2 separate regions of the Zea mays genome follow, and region 1 is linked to region 2. A link is a contact called in public Hi-C data. All regions are on one chromosome and are shown on one strand. The core of a region is the stretch at or near the end of the contact, and the rest is flanking DNA. Distances in the headings are between cores, read along the strand shown.

The links. A called contact is a pair of places that touch in the nucleus more often than the background predicts.
Region 1: a Hi-C map of leaf shows a contact between it and region 2, with 9 times the contacts expected there. The contact joins the enhancer-like site here to the promoter of LOC100280284 in region 2. A contact is called at or near these places in 4 of 25 Hi-C or Micro-C datasets (ear and leaf).

Annotation. Positions count from the first base shown.
Region 1 is chr1:93,549,333-93,556,464 of Zm-B73-REFERENCE-NAM-5.0, reverse strand. No RefSeq gene overlaps it. Among protein-coding and RNA genes, the nearest start is that of LOC100273950, 60 kb to the left of the region's middle. Within about 2 kb of position 1,939, at least 12 of the 20 cell types and tissues checked have an H3K27ac peak or open chromatin away from gene starts, as enhancers often do. A contact at or near this core is called in ear and leaf, where this site is marked.
Region 2 is chr1:93,484,429-93,492,039 of Zm-B73-REFERENCE-NAM-5.0, reverse strand. LOC100280284 reads left to right here and starts at 3,554. Exons shown (of 5, transcript NM_001153212.1): 1 at 3,554-4,102; 2 at 4,910-5,171; 3 at 5,501-5,702; 4 at 5,798-5,945; 5 at 6,049-6,828. The coding sequence starts at 3,798. The coding sequence ends at 6,592. LOC100283107 (holliday junction resolvase) reads right to left here. Exons shown (of 6, transcript NM_001156009.2): 5 at 7,476-7,527; 6 at 7,073-7,376. The coding sequence ends at 7,260.

The DNA.
Region 1 (7,132 bases), core at 690-3,189, 66 kb before region 2:
GGAGTAAGTATTTAACTCCCTAAGGCTACTAATTATAAGGACTCAAACTATAAAAGAAGTGAAGTTCAACCATAATGAAGGTTTGGGAAATGTGTTAAAAGGAATACGAAAAACCTGGTTTTTTAAGACCATTTCTTTACCTCTCTTCAAACACCGACATGCTCATCTAAAAATAATCTTCAAATCAAAGTACTCCAATTACTTGAGGCACACCCTGTAAAAAAGTTGGCAAACTTTTGAAGTCATTTGACATGTTTTGACATGGCTAGACTTCGATTTTCCACTGATTTTCGCGGTCCTATTTTACCAAAGTTTGGAGATATTTAACTTTTAAACCGAGCCTCTAATTAGCTTAATTGCTATATAGAAATGGTAGCCAGGAGTGTGGAGAACAATGTTGCTACAGTGGTTCACGCTTGGGAGCCTGTTTCCTTATCGTTTTTGTGCCTGTGAGAGTGGCAGTTTGTGTTCGCTATGTGGCAGACGTAGGGACGCGTGGAGCTCGTGCTCTAGCGTGCGCAATGCTCCTCCTCGCGTGCATGCCTTGTCCAAGTAGTTGGGAGTGTATTAATAGACCAACTAGTTGAGCCAAGCCCCTTACATAGGGGTAGTGAGGTAATTACAATGGGACTCAAGCCAAAAACCCTAAACGGGATTCTAACACATACCGTAGCAAGTGGTGGCTCTCACCCTGCCAACGTTTTGAGGTGAAGCCGTGAAAGTATATATGAGGCCCTCTTTGGTAGGGTTTTGGCTCCTCTGAAAACAGCTTTGGCTCTGGCTCCTTGTTTCTCTAGAGGAGCCAGAGCCGTTTTACAATCCGTTTGGATAAACAGATTCTCTTGTGTTTCTTTTGAATGGTGTATGAGGAAAATATAGGAGCCGGTAGAAACTAAGTTTTTGGTGCTCTAGCTCCAACAATAAAATGGCTACAACTCTTGAGGGCTCTCGTCAGGAAGCCGTTTTTACGGTAGGGCTTTACGATGAGTTGGAGCTGGAGCCGCCCAAAGAGCTATGTCGAAGAGGCCCTAAATATAAATTATATGGACAAACCAAAATCTGCACCCCTCAACATCAAAACGCTAAAACAACAATTAGAATTTGACGAGGTTCTAGTCCGAATATGGGTGGTAATGGGCTCTAGTTTTTTTGCCTATAAAATTTAAGGATCAGGTCGAATTATGATCGGCTCTATTTCTATTCATTTTTAAACTAAAATTCATTAAGGGCTCAAACAAATTATAAAGAAATATTTAAATCATGATCTCCTCCAAATAAAAAACACAGAAGGTAACTACGAAATTCGGTGTCGTAACTTTACAATCTTGAAAAGGTGAAATGAATCCATGTATGTGTATGCATCGATTCTTCCAAAGATACACAATCAAGATTGAGAAGTACACATGGGGCGGACCCAAGTAGACTTAGAGTGAAGGTCAAGGACCCCAAATATTTCTCCGTTGTATGTAGTATAGCATAGATTTTTGACATGAGGTTCTTTATTCAGTTCTACTTAGATGCCCCTGCTCTGAATTGTGATGGTTATCCTTACAAATATGCTCTCACTCTTTATTTTTTCTAGGTCCACCGTTGCGCATGAGGATATGACATTGAAGATTTTATTAGTAATCGCAGTTTTCTTTCTTCATGTTTCTTGACAGATTGTTGTAGGCTGATTGACCTTGAGCTCGGTTCCTGGCACTAGCAGGGCAGTCAGATGCATTGTATAACTGAATATGTTTGCTGTTTGGCTAGTTCTGCCATCCGTTTGTGGCCAGAGGAAGCAACTTGGCTTAGGCACCGTTTGGATCTAACAGGATTCTAAAAATCCAATGCAAAATATTCCATATAGAATCGAACGGGCCAGATTGTACGTGCTACAGAAATTATCTAGCCCAAAGTCTCACTGGTTGGGTGGGCTAAAAAGGAGATTGTGCAGCCCATCAGTTGGTGGAAAGACGAAAATAACCCAGAAACGTCAGCTCTGCACACGTCGAAACAAGATAAGACGTGGTATGTCTTGCAGCAGCTATTACAATTGAATTAATTTATTTGGTGTTGCTTTCAAGTTGTTATTGCACGTTTTATCCTGGAATCTATGCGTACAAAGGGGTCAGTGGATTTATTAATAAACTAAATTAGCAAAAATATGATTGAAATTCATACTAAAAATAATTGCAGAAAGGGTTTCCTTTTGGAATTAAATCTTGAGCTTCGTTTCCTTGACTTGTTTGCTTGATACTTAAGATCTTTTTTTTTCATAGTGTTGACACCCTTTTGGGGGCGCCAATTACTCAAAAGAACCAGCGGCGGTGCTCTCTGGCCAGGCGCAGACGGTCCGCGGCACAGGGCCGGACGGTCCACGACCTGGCGTGAGGCAGAGGTGCTCTCTGGTAAGGCGCGGACGGTCCGCGACCTGGTACAGGAGCCCGGGTTCCCTGCCTGACGGCCGGACGGTCCGCGCCCTGGGGCCGGACGGTCCGCGCGTGCGCAGGGGCGACGGAGGATCGCCGGCGGCGCCTGGATCTCGCTCCCGGGAGGGACCCTGTCGGGGAGGAGAGATCCTAGGAGTTGTCTAGACTCGGGCAGGCCGACCTAGACTCCTCTAATCGACGTAGAGTCGAGGCGAGGCGGAGAATTTGGGGATCGAGAGGCTAAACTAGAACTAGACTAGAACTACTCCTAATGCATAAGGTAAAAACGAGTAATAGATTGGATTTGATCGATTGGTGGCGGTTCAATCGGCCGTAGCCCTTCATCTATATAAAGGGGGAGGTCTGGATCCGTTTTCAACTGTTTCCCGAGTTAATCCCGCGGTTTTAGGTAACAAATCCCGCGAGAAACTAGGAACCCTAACTGACTCTGCGCACGCGGACCGTCCGCGCCACCACCGCGGACAGTCCGGACCGTGGACCGTCCGGCCTCAGGGCCGGACCGTCCGCCAGGCTCTTTTTAGCCTTCAACATATGCCCCCCTGCCTTTTGGTGCAGTTTGACGAACCAAAAGCATATGAACTAAACCTGATGTAAGTCATCGGCTTTTCAAAATAGAGATCATTCAATAAAGCACCAATGTATAAAGGCCGTTTTGGATTGTATCTTTCTCGGCCATGACCATTTGATCAATGGATCAAAATGAATAGAATGGAGGTGCCCCCCAGCCTGAATAGACAAAGAGACTATACATGTACCATGGATTCATCGTCATGCTATTCCACATTTGGGTAGGACAATATACCGACGATGAATAAACGGGTAGAAAGTACTCTGATCTCATAGGATGAACAGACGATGCTTGTCGCATCGCCTTTTGGGCCGTTTTGTTTGGCCGTTTCGTTTTAGTAGGTGACCGGGGTTTCTTTGTTGACCGATCACATGGAACGGTCTTTTTGCTAGCATTTTTGGAGAGCAACTGATCAAAAGTAGGGTCGGCTTTGATCAGCCGGCTATATGTGCTTTGACCTTGCGTCTTTTTCCTTGCTTCGTGTAGAGATTGACGCCTTTGGTCATAGGTGACTGTCCGGCTGAGTTAGCCGGACCGTTTGTCTGAGCACCGGATTGTCCGCACGTAAGTGCCGGACCATCTACGATGCTCGGGCTAGGCTGATGTGTTTGGTTCATTAACTGTGCCTGTCCCCCGACGTCTTCAGACTTTTTAGCCTTCTCGTCCGAAGCCTTTCGAGCAATCTCCTTTTGTGATATATCTGTCATGCGAGGATCGCCAATGACGATGCCCTTGCCTTTGCCTTTATCGGCCATTTCGGGCCGAACCAAGACCTTTTTGCATGTGAGTTCTATTGTATTAACAGGAAAGGGTTGTGTGTCTGAAAGGGAAATGTGCCCTTGGGCCATTTCTAAGTATTTTGGTGATTGAGTGCAAACACAAGTGCTTAAATGTGAAAATATGCCCATAGATGAACAAAGTGCAAATCACAAGTAAAGGTATGTTTCTAAGCCTTAGTACATTAGTTTTGTGTACTAACATCTTGTCTAAGTGTTAGAAACAGGAGAAAGAAGAAAAGAAAAGAAGTGGAGAGTGGCTGTGTACAACCAAAGGCTGCTTCGGACTGGGGCACCGGACTGTCCGGTGTGCACCGGACAGTGTCCGGTGCGCCAGACCAGCACAGAGCAAACCAGCCGCTCTCGGGTTTTTCTCCGGCGACTTCGGCTAAAATTCACCGGACTGTCCGGTGTGCACCGGACTGTCCGGTGAGCCAACGGTCGGCCGGGCCAACGGTCGGCCGCGCGATCGGCGCGCGACACGTGGCCGAGCCAACGGTCGGAGAGATACACCGGACTGTCCGGTGTGCACCGGACATGTCCGGTGCGCCAACGGTGCGCAGATCTGACTCAGACAGCAACGGTCGGATGCGCTGTTTAAGGAAACAAATCGGGCACCGGACAGTGTCCGGTGTGCACCGGACTGTCCGGTGCGCCACGAGACAGAAGGCAAAGATGGCCTTCCAGATTTGTTCCCAACGGCTCCTAGCTGCCTTGGGGCTATAAAAGGGACCCCTTGGCGCATGGAGGAGTACACCAAGCATTCCTACAACTCTTCTAAGCACCAAGACATCAATCTCACGCATTCGTTTCATTGTGATAGCATATAGAGCTCTTGTGGAGTTGTGAACTCTTTGTGTTGCGTTGCGAGCTCTTGTTGCGACCTGTGTGCGTGTTGTTGCTCTGATTTTCGAGTCTTGTGTGCGTTGCTCATTCCCACCTTACTCCGTATTTCTTTGTGAACTTAATTGTAAGGGCGAGAGACTCCAAGTTGTGGAGATTCCTCGCAAACGGGAAAAGATCAAAGGAAAGAAAAACACCGTGGTATTCAAGTTGATCATTGGATCACTTGAGAGGAGTTGAGTGCAACTCTCGTCCGTTGGGACGCCACAACGTGGAGTAGGCAAGTTTTGTACTTGGCCGAACCACGGGATAACCACCGTGTCAATTCTGTGATTGCTTTCTTGTGGTTATCGTGTTTTGAGTTCTCTCTAGCCACTTGGCAATTACTGTGCTAACGCTTAATCTAAGTTTTGTGGCTATAAGTTTAAGTTTTTACAGGATCACCTATTCACCCCCCCCCCTCTAGGTGCTCTCAATTGGTATCGGAGCCGTTCTCTTCAAGAAAGGGACTAACCGCCCGAAGAGATGGATCCTAAGGGGAAGGGAATCGTGATCAACGACAAGGAAAAGGAGTCCTTCGTCAACGAGCCAAAAGATGATAAATCCAACGACTCTGGCTCGGGCCAAAGACGTAAAGATGGGAAGAAGAAAAAGACAAGGCGCATCAAGGAGATCGTCTACTACGACAGCGACGAATCCTCTTCTTCCCAAAAGGACGACGACAACGACTACAGGAAGACGGTCAATTCGAACTTTTCATTTGATTATTCTCGTATTCCACATAGTTCGAATTCGCATTTGCTTTCCATTCCTCTCGGCAAACCTCCACACTTTGATGGGGAGGACTACGGATTTTGGAGTCACAAAATGCGTAGTCACTTATTCTCTCTCCATCCAAGCATATGGGAGATTGTAGAGAATGGAATGAAATTTGATAGCTCGGATAGTCCTATGCTTATAAATGAACAAATCCATAGAAATGCACAAGCTACTACTGTTCTTTTAGCATCTTTGTGCAGGGAAGAATATAATAAGGTGAGCGGCTTGGACAATGCCAAGCAGATATGGGACACCCTCAAGATCTCTCACGAGGGCAACGACGTCACCATGCTCACCAAGATGGAGTTGGTAGAGGGCGAACTTGGAAGATTTGCTATGATAAGGGGGGAGGAGCCAACCCAAACATACAACCGGCTCAAAACCCTTGTCAACAAGATAAGGAGCTACGGAAGCACGCGTTGGACGGATCACGACGTCGTCCGCCTAATGCTCAGGTCCTTCACCGTTCTTGATCCTCATCTCGTGAACAATATTCGTGAGAATCCCAGGTACACGATGATGACGCCCGAGGAAGTGCTTGGAAAATTCGTGAGCGGGCGGATGATGATCAAGGAGGCAAGATACGTCGACGACGCGTTGAACGGTCCACTCCACGAGCCTCCACCCATTGCTCTAAAGGCAACGAGGAGCAAGGAGTCGCTACCTAGCAAGGTGGCGCAAGTTGAGGCGGCCGGGCTCAATGATGAAGAGATGGCTCTCATCATTAAAAGATTCAAGACGGCGCTAAAAGGTCGAAAGGGACAGCCAAGCAAGGCCAAGACCAAGGGAAAGCGATCATGCTTCAAATGCGGTAAGCTTGGTCATTTTATTGCTAACTGTCCCGAAAATGATAGTGACCAGGAGCAAGAGAAAAATGGGAAGAGAGAGAACAAGAAGGTCTACAAGAAGGCCAAAGGTGAAGCACACCTTGGAAAGGAGTGGGATTCGGATTGCTCTTCGTCCGACTCCGACGACGAAGGACTCGCCGCCACTGCCTTCAACAAATCGGCTCTCTTCCCCAACGAGCATCACACTTGCCTCATGGCAAGGGAAAAGAAGGTAATCACTCGTAATGCTAATACTTATGATTCTTCTAGTGATGATGAATCTAGTGAGGATGAAATTGATTACTCTAGTTTATTCAAGGGATTGGATAGAACTAAGATAGCTAAGATTAATGAGTTAATTGATGCCTTAAATGAAAAGGATAGAATCTTAGAGAAACAAGAAGACCTTTTACATGAAGAACATGATAAATTTGTTAGTGCACAAAATTCACTTGCTCGAGAAGTTAAAAGAAATGGAATACTTTCTTGTGAACTTTCTACTTGTAATGAAACCATTTCTTCTTTAAAAGGTGAAATTAATGTTTTAACTGCTAAACTAGAAGTAGCAAGTAACTCTTGTGTTGAAAATATTACAATTTGCACTAGGTGTAAGGATTTTGATGTTAATGCTTGTAGTGAACACTTAGTTTCAATTTCAAAACTAAATGATGAAGTGGCTAGTCTTAATGCTCAACTTAAGACTAGCAAGAGTGAAGTTGACAAAATAAAATTTGCAAGGGATGCCTACACAGTGGGTAGACACCCCTCAATTAAGGATGGTCTTGGCTTCAAGAGAGAAGCCAAGAACTTAACAAGCCATAAGACTCCTATCTCCACCAAGGAGAAAGGGAAGGCTCCTATGGC
Region 2 (7,611 bases), core at 2,305-4,804:
AGACATGGTATAGACAAAATTAACACCACACCAAACATAAGAACTTACTGCATAATAATGATCTACGCGTTGCCACGAGACCGTGGGAACGGGAACCACTAAGATCGGAGGAGCCATTGGCAATTTTGCCATTATCATTAGTGGGCTTCGCCAATATGCCATCGGACCCACAAATCATAGACACAGACGGTCCCACTAGTCATAGACACGGGATGGCATAATAACAGACAGCCAAAATTGAGAGTGGCAAAATAGCAAATTTCTCAAGATCGGAGTTACGGTTAAGGAGTTATGAATTTCCGAAGGTTTTATGTGTTTAAAATAGGATTAAGTGTGGAATTAATTTTCTTACTGTTGTCATGATAAAACAGAGACACTACGTGATAGAGAATTAAATTACAAAAATTTAGAAAGTGGAATGGATTAATTTGGACCAAAAATGGAATTTCTATGAGTTTTACAAGTTCTAGGGTTTATTTTTGTATTAAAATACCTTTTCTAATTCATTTATTCATTTTAACACGTCACTGGATTGGGCCTCAATTTCCAGGAAAGTCAAGGGGTCTCGAGGTAATAATTCTAAGGCACAGGGAACAGCTGTGAAGGATGGTGGGTTTATTTTCCTAGTTTGTCGGGGGCTCTTATGCAAATAATGCGGTCGAAAGGGTACGGATTGATCACGGACGTTGGATCAGGCTTGGGCGCGCCAGATTAAACTGCTGTATACGCGAACCGGTACGCGATCAAAGCCACAGGATCCAACTCCGACGCCTACGATTTAATGAGACCAGGTTTCATCCGAGCCGTAGGATCGCAGATCTACGGTCACAGCGTGCCCGGCCGAAACGGTACGCAAAACTTAATCTCAGCCGTTGGCTAGAATCGTACGGTTCCTGTTCTTTGCCCCAAACGCGACAACTGAGGTTGGAGGCGCCGCCGACCCTCACGGCGGCGAAAACCCCGGCGATGGCCATCCGGCCAAACACACGGTCGAACTTAAATTGGAACGATGCTAATCGCTATCCAGTGTACATAGAACATGTGAGACAGACTTGTACCGGAATAAATGGTGCGAAGCTCCCTGGCCGCGGCAGAGGATGTCCCACGGCGGAGCAGGAGTTTCCGGTGAGCAATTGATGGCTGCGCGGTCGTCGATTCCACCCGAAAGCTCCACAGATGGTTTCGCTCCAGCTCGGTGCAGGCCCTGGACCCGATCCCAAGCCTAACCTCCGAACAGCAGGGCAAGCGAGGAGAGAGGACGGCGACGCTTTCCTTCGGTGGCGCTGCGTGGGGCGAACGAGGCTACGGCACAAGGTAGATGACGAGAGAGAGGGGATTCTGATTCGTCCAGCCAGGGACGTATCTTATAGGACCGAGGAGCGCCTGGCCGGATCGGGATCCCGCTATCCCCGGCGTACCGGAGGGGAGGGGAGCTGACCGACCCGCTTCAAGCGGCCGAAGTCCCAGCGGCGAGATCGGCATCTTGTTACGGCCGAGGTCTTCGGAGTCCGTCCATCAACCGCCAGCGCACGAAGCGGAGAGGAGATAGGGAGGGAATAGAGCTAGCACAGGGTCCGAGCAGGTCCGCATGAGCCGCGCCACGATCGGAGGTGGTTGATGGTTCTGACAGACGGGGCCGCTTTGCCCGTGACTGAGAGATCCAGCGAGCCAGCGCGGAGTCGCGGCTGGTACGCGGGTCCCACGCGACAGAGAGTGGGCAGGAGGGCGAGCGCGCGCAAGGGAAAAAAAGACTGGGCCGCGCAGAGAAAATAGGGACTGGGCCGAAAATGAGGTCAGGGCCTAGTTAGGTGTCTTATCCTTTTTCTTTTTATTTTTCTTTTACATTTTAGATTTTCTCAAGTTCAAATTTAAATTCTAGTTTAGATTCAAACTTGTGACCAATTTATCCTTAGGTTATATTGTGCCATAACAAGTTCTAATTTGGGGATATATTTATGTGTAGTATTTATTCCCCATGTGTTATGTGATATTTCCTTTCTTTATTTTTTCCAAAACCCTATTTTCGATTTAGGGTTTAATTCAACTTCTAGTAATTATTATCTTATTATCATTATCATTATTATTTTGTTTAATGCACACACAAAAATCCAATATGATGCATTTCCTCTTTATTTTAATACCATTGGTTTTAAATAAATAAATCTCAATCATATGTGTTCTTTTTTTTATGATGCAGATAAGGCACATACAATAGGGAATTCGCTATTTATTCCTTGTAAACAATTTTGAGTGTTACAACCGTGTTCGTGCTGACCCGAAAAGCCCGGCGCATATTCCCGGCCCATATTCGCAACACTAGGGAGTGCTGACGAAATCTCCCACACGGGACCTCGAGCTACAGCTACAGTTGCCAAAATTGGAACGACATTAATGAAGCCCAGGCAAACGGCATCCACTCCAGCTGTCCTGGTAGCTTGCATGGATAGTATACACCAAATAACCGATCCGACTATCTGAGGCGTAAAAATCTGGTCAATCGGCTAGCCAGCCATGATATCCCCTGCGCAGTTGGGGTTGCAACTCGCAAGCGCGTGTAGAACGGGGTCCGGTGGTCCATCCGAGCCGTCTCACCAACCCACCGCAGTCCGCCCAGCCCAGCACAGCACAGCACACCACCCGGTCGTCATATGGCGGTGTCTGGTTTACGATGCAACTTGTCGTGTCGCAAATTAAATTGAACGTGCTCACTGCTATAACTGCGATATATTGTACAGTACGTATCTTTTTAGCACTTTGTCTCGCGTGTCCTAGGTCTCATTTGGTACAGCTCAGACTCACTGTTAAATCTACCTTCTTTTCTTAAATAGCTTCATAAACGGCGTTCTTTGGTTTAGCTGGAAATTTAAAAAAAAAGCTATTTGGCAAAACAGTTTTATCAACAGTTTTATGTGTGACTAAGGACATCTTCAGCTGATCTCCTATTCTATCTCTTCTCTCTTCCACTATTTCAAACTCCACCCTAAAAACAGTGACATATACCAGCTTCGCATCCCCTATTTTATAGGGTTAAATATGTCTATGTCATTGTAATAATTTTTTATGTTTTGATATGTGCAACTAAACTTCTTAAGCTTGTAAATGTACCATTAAACTTGTAATTAAATATGAAACAAGCCATTGTGTACGGTTTTGCTGAAATTAGACCAACAAAAGGAAATACGAAAATAGTGGACAACGGGACAAGCCCACTGGCTGGTTGACAGTACAAGGAAGGAAGGAAGCAAGAAAGCGTCCCCGCCCCGCCGTCCGGTTCGATGCCGAGCAGCCGAGGGAGGGACGAGTGGACAACGGAAGCGTTGTTGCCCGGACCGTCGCCGGTCGCTGGAGGGCGGGGCCGACCGGAGACCAGGTCCCGCGTGTCAGATACGTACCAGGTGGGGGGCGTGCCGGGCGTCGTACGCTGGACCGGGACAAGGGGAAAGCATCTGCTACTCCGGCAGGTCTCACTCCGAGAACTCATAAATAAACGCCGCCCCGTTTCCCCTCCCCTCTCTGACCTCCCTCTCTCCTCCTCTCTCTTGCTTTTGCCAACCAGAAGCATCGTGCCGAGGCAGCCAAGTATCTCAGCTTCTGATTCTCCTCCTCCAAACACCATCCGCGGGCGTGGCGTACATACCCAGTGGTGCCGACGACTGCCGAGCAAGGCAAAAAGGCCAAGCAGCGCCCCGGGCCGGGCCCCAGCGCGGCGCCTATTGGTTCGCTCTGATCGCCGGGGCTAGTCAACGGCCGGTGATCAGCCGACCCTCGCGCGGGAGTGGGGCCGCGGAACGGCGGCGATGGCGGGGCTGCCGCCGGTCGCCAGGCGGCGCCCGCTCGCGACGGCGTCGTCGCTGCTGCTGCTTTTGCTGCTGCTCGTGGTGACCGCGGCGGCGCGCGAGGAGCGGGGCCTGGCGCGTGTGCAGGGCCCGCCGCCGCGCCACCGCCACGCGTACGCCGCGATGATGTACATGGGCACGCCGCGGGACTACGAGTTCTACGTCGCCGTGCGCGTCATGATGCGCTCCCTCCCCCGCGTCCGCGCCGACGCCGACCGCGTCCTCATCGCCTCCGCCGACGTGCCGCGCGACTGGGTCCGCGCAATGTGAGTGCCGCCTTCCTCGTCCGCTCCGACGCGTCTCCGTCGACCAATAGCGAAACCAGAGTTCGAAGCCATTCCTTGCAAAGACTTTCCAAGGTTATTTTTTGCGGATAATTTTATTGCGCACTGCAAACCCGCGTCGCGTCTCGTTGCGGTGCAAACTACAGTGTAGAAACTCAAGGCGAAGACTAGGGGATGTGTGACGTGTTTTCGGGTACCTGGGAGAACGATGATTTGCTAGTTCGGGAAGTGGAACAGGGCCCACCTGCAGAGAGGAAGCTTCTCCTAGTTTTTTTTTTTCAAATTCTTGTGGGGGGTATCTTCGGCCACTCACATCGAGACATATGCACTGCATCCTGCAATGCTTACTTTGTTATTAAAGTTGCTCACAGAATATGCTGTCATGGATGCACAGCTCTGAAGCTTTGACTATTTCCTGTCGTGTACTTTTTCAATCCTCTGCTACCCACTTACACTGGTCAACTTTCCTTTTTCTTTTATAGTGATTGCACAGAGGATCTTCGTTTGTACAAAAATAAATGTTTTCCGTAGTTTCTCTGACCAGGTTCATAGCCAACACTTTTGTGTCTTTTATCATTGGTGGTATCAAAGTCAGTCCCAAACGATTAATAGCGATCGGTGAATGTCCCCCAAGACATGGCTTCATCGTTTCACAAGGGTCAACGGGACATTTTTTTTCTTACTTGTTTTACTTTCGTACGAAGACTTGTTTCAACGAACTAGGAATTTTGAATGCAAAATGCGAAATGAAACGAGACACCTATTGACAATACAAGGGGACGTATGCAGGACAGAAGAGGATGGCATGAGGGTGTTGATAGTGGAGAACCTCAGGAATCCTTACGAGAGCAACCTAGGAGGGACCAACAAGAGGTTCAAGCTGACACTGAACAAGCTTTATGCCTGGACCCTGGTGGACTACGAGCGTGTCGTCATGATTGATTCCGATAACATCTTCCTCCAGAACACAGACGAGCTATTCCAATGTGGACAGTTCTGTGCTGTTTTCATCAACCCGTGCTACTTCCACACCGGTCTTTTCGTGCTCCAGGTATGTACTGAACTTTCGTTGTTCCACTTGTGACCTGTCCCGATACAACCAAAATCTGTGTCATTTTGCTTGAAATCGTGAGAGCTTGTTGACTTAGCTATGTCATACAAAACTTCTTTAGTCAAAATGCCAGTTACAAACTAATAGAATTTGAGCATGCGTACCCCCAAAGCTGAAGTATACGTCTTCTTCCAGTATGAATGATCCATTGAAAAGAAAATTCCCACCATCCATAACTTGATTCTTGTTAAACTCACACACTGAGATATGTTGTGCTCAGACATGTAATGGCCAACCAGACTAATATTGGACTCTTCTTCAATCTGCAGCCTTCTATTGATGTATTCAGAAGCATGCTTCATGACCTGGAGACTGGCCGTGAAAACTCTGATGGTGCTGACCAAGGCTTTTTGGTTGGGTGCTACCCAGACTTGCTCGACAAACCAATGTTTCACCCTCCTGAGAATGGCACAAAGCTCAATGGGACCTATCGCCTTCCTCTTGGCTATCAAATGGATGCGTCATACTACTGTGAGTGCTGCAGCTACACAGCTTCAATACCAATGCACCTGCCTGCAGCTATTGCTTCTGAAAATTTCAACCACCCTTTTGATTTAACACTGCAGATCTCAAGCTACATTGGCATGTCCCCTGTGGGCCAAACAGTGTCATCACATTCCCCAGCGCACCTTGGTTTAAACCTTGGTACTGGTGGTCCTGGCCGGTCTTGCCATTAGGTCTTTCCTGGCACAAGCAGCGCTGGGACGATCTTGGGTGAGTCAATAAAACAGCACAGAAGCAAATATGTGTACCTGAGCCGACAGAAAATTCATTTTATGTTCTATCCACTAAACAATTACCTGCTTACATTTCACAGGTATGCTGCTGAAATGCCAGTGATTCTGATGGAGCTTTTGATGTACATAGTTATCATAGCAGTCACCAGATTGGCAAGGCCAGGGATCACCAAACTGTGCTATAACCGACGGCCTGAGAAGCAAAGTGCCCTGGTGCAGTGGCTGATCAAGCTGGCTGCAATTGCGGCTATGGTGGCTGCATATTCCATTCCATTCTTTGTGGTCCCACGCACAGTCCACCCGATCATGGGCTGGTCCGTCTACCTATTTGGCGCGCTTGCCTTGTCAGTGCTCGTTATCAATGTTTTTCTGCTCCCGCCACTTGATGTGCTTACAACGTGGCTTGCAATTGTGGGCATGCTCATCGTTATGGCATTCCCATGGTACCATGATGGTGTTGTGAGGGCTCTGGCGGTCTTTGGATATGCATTTTGCTCTGCGCCAATCTTGTGGGCATCCATGGTGAGGATGATGGACTCACTGCAGACGATGCTTGAGAGGGATTCATTCTTCCCCCGGATTGGTGAACCAGCACAGGAGACTGAATTCAGCAAGCTGTACTGATTCTTTTACGCACAGATTTGGGATGCTTCATCACCATATGAACAGATGATCCGGATCAGTTAATTCTCGATTGATGCTGGTGGTTTTTGCTCAGGCATTCCATTGTGTACTCATAGTAATGTATAAACATTGCCTGCAGCAACCATGATAGATGCAGATCCAGGAAAGACAGGTCAGTTGTACTGAATTGAAAAAAAGCATATTTGCTGCATGAGACGGGATAGGGGATTGTTGTGAAGTACTACGTACCTTATTTCATGCCCACTTGGACTGTCCAGACTATTTTTGAGCAAATTCTTTTTTGCACTCTCCATGATGTAAACTATGTAAATACATGATCTGATAAAGTGCTATATAAGGTAAAATATGTCACAGATTTGCTTAACAGAGCTAAGTTACACTAGAGTTCAGAAAGAAGTAATCTAGGTAGGATACCCAGGGGAAAAAATCATGAAATGCAACAATGAATATGTTACTGAGTTTTGTTTTGGGATGATACTCAATTTGCAAACAGGACCAGGTTTAAAAACAGCTTGTGTTTTTGATGCAGTACAATTACAATATCTCAAACAATCATCTACATCACAGCGGATGACATGGTATAGAAAATGAGGTGCCCTCAACTGGACATGTTCTCTACTATGGAGAAAATAGAAGACATGCCTCTCTAAACTTCAGCATCTTGTCTAGACTGAACCATTAGCTTGTCCTGTAACTCTGGTTGCCTGGGGAGAACAATCTTAGCCCCTCGACCTGAAGACGTGAAATATCTCTTCAAAATCATCTACAACAAAAGTAATCAGCTGTAACTTTAGCCAGAAGCAATCATAAACAGGAGGAAATAAACACTAAGTAGAAAGATATACTAGGTAGCATCAAATACCACAGCAGCATATGCATCAGATTTGGTGTCACGAGCAGACTTCTTGACACCCCTGAAAATTGAGGTCGATAATCAGGCAAGCTTCTCAGTGAACTAACAATTTGACACGATTTAACAGCCAGCGATGTGCAGGAAG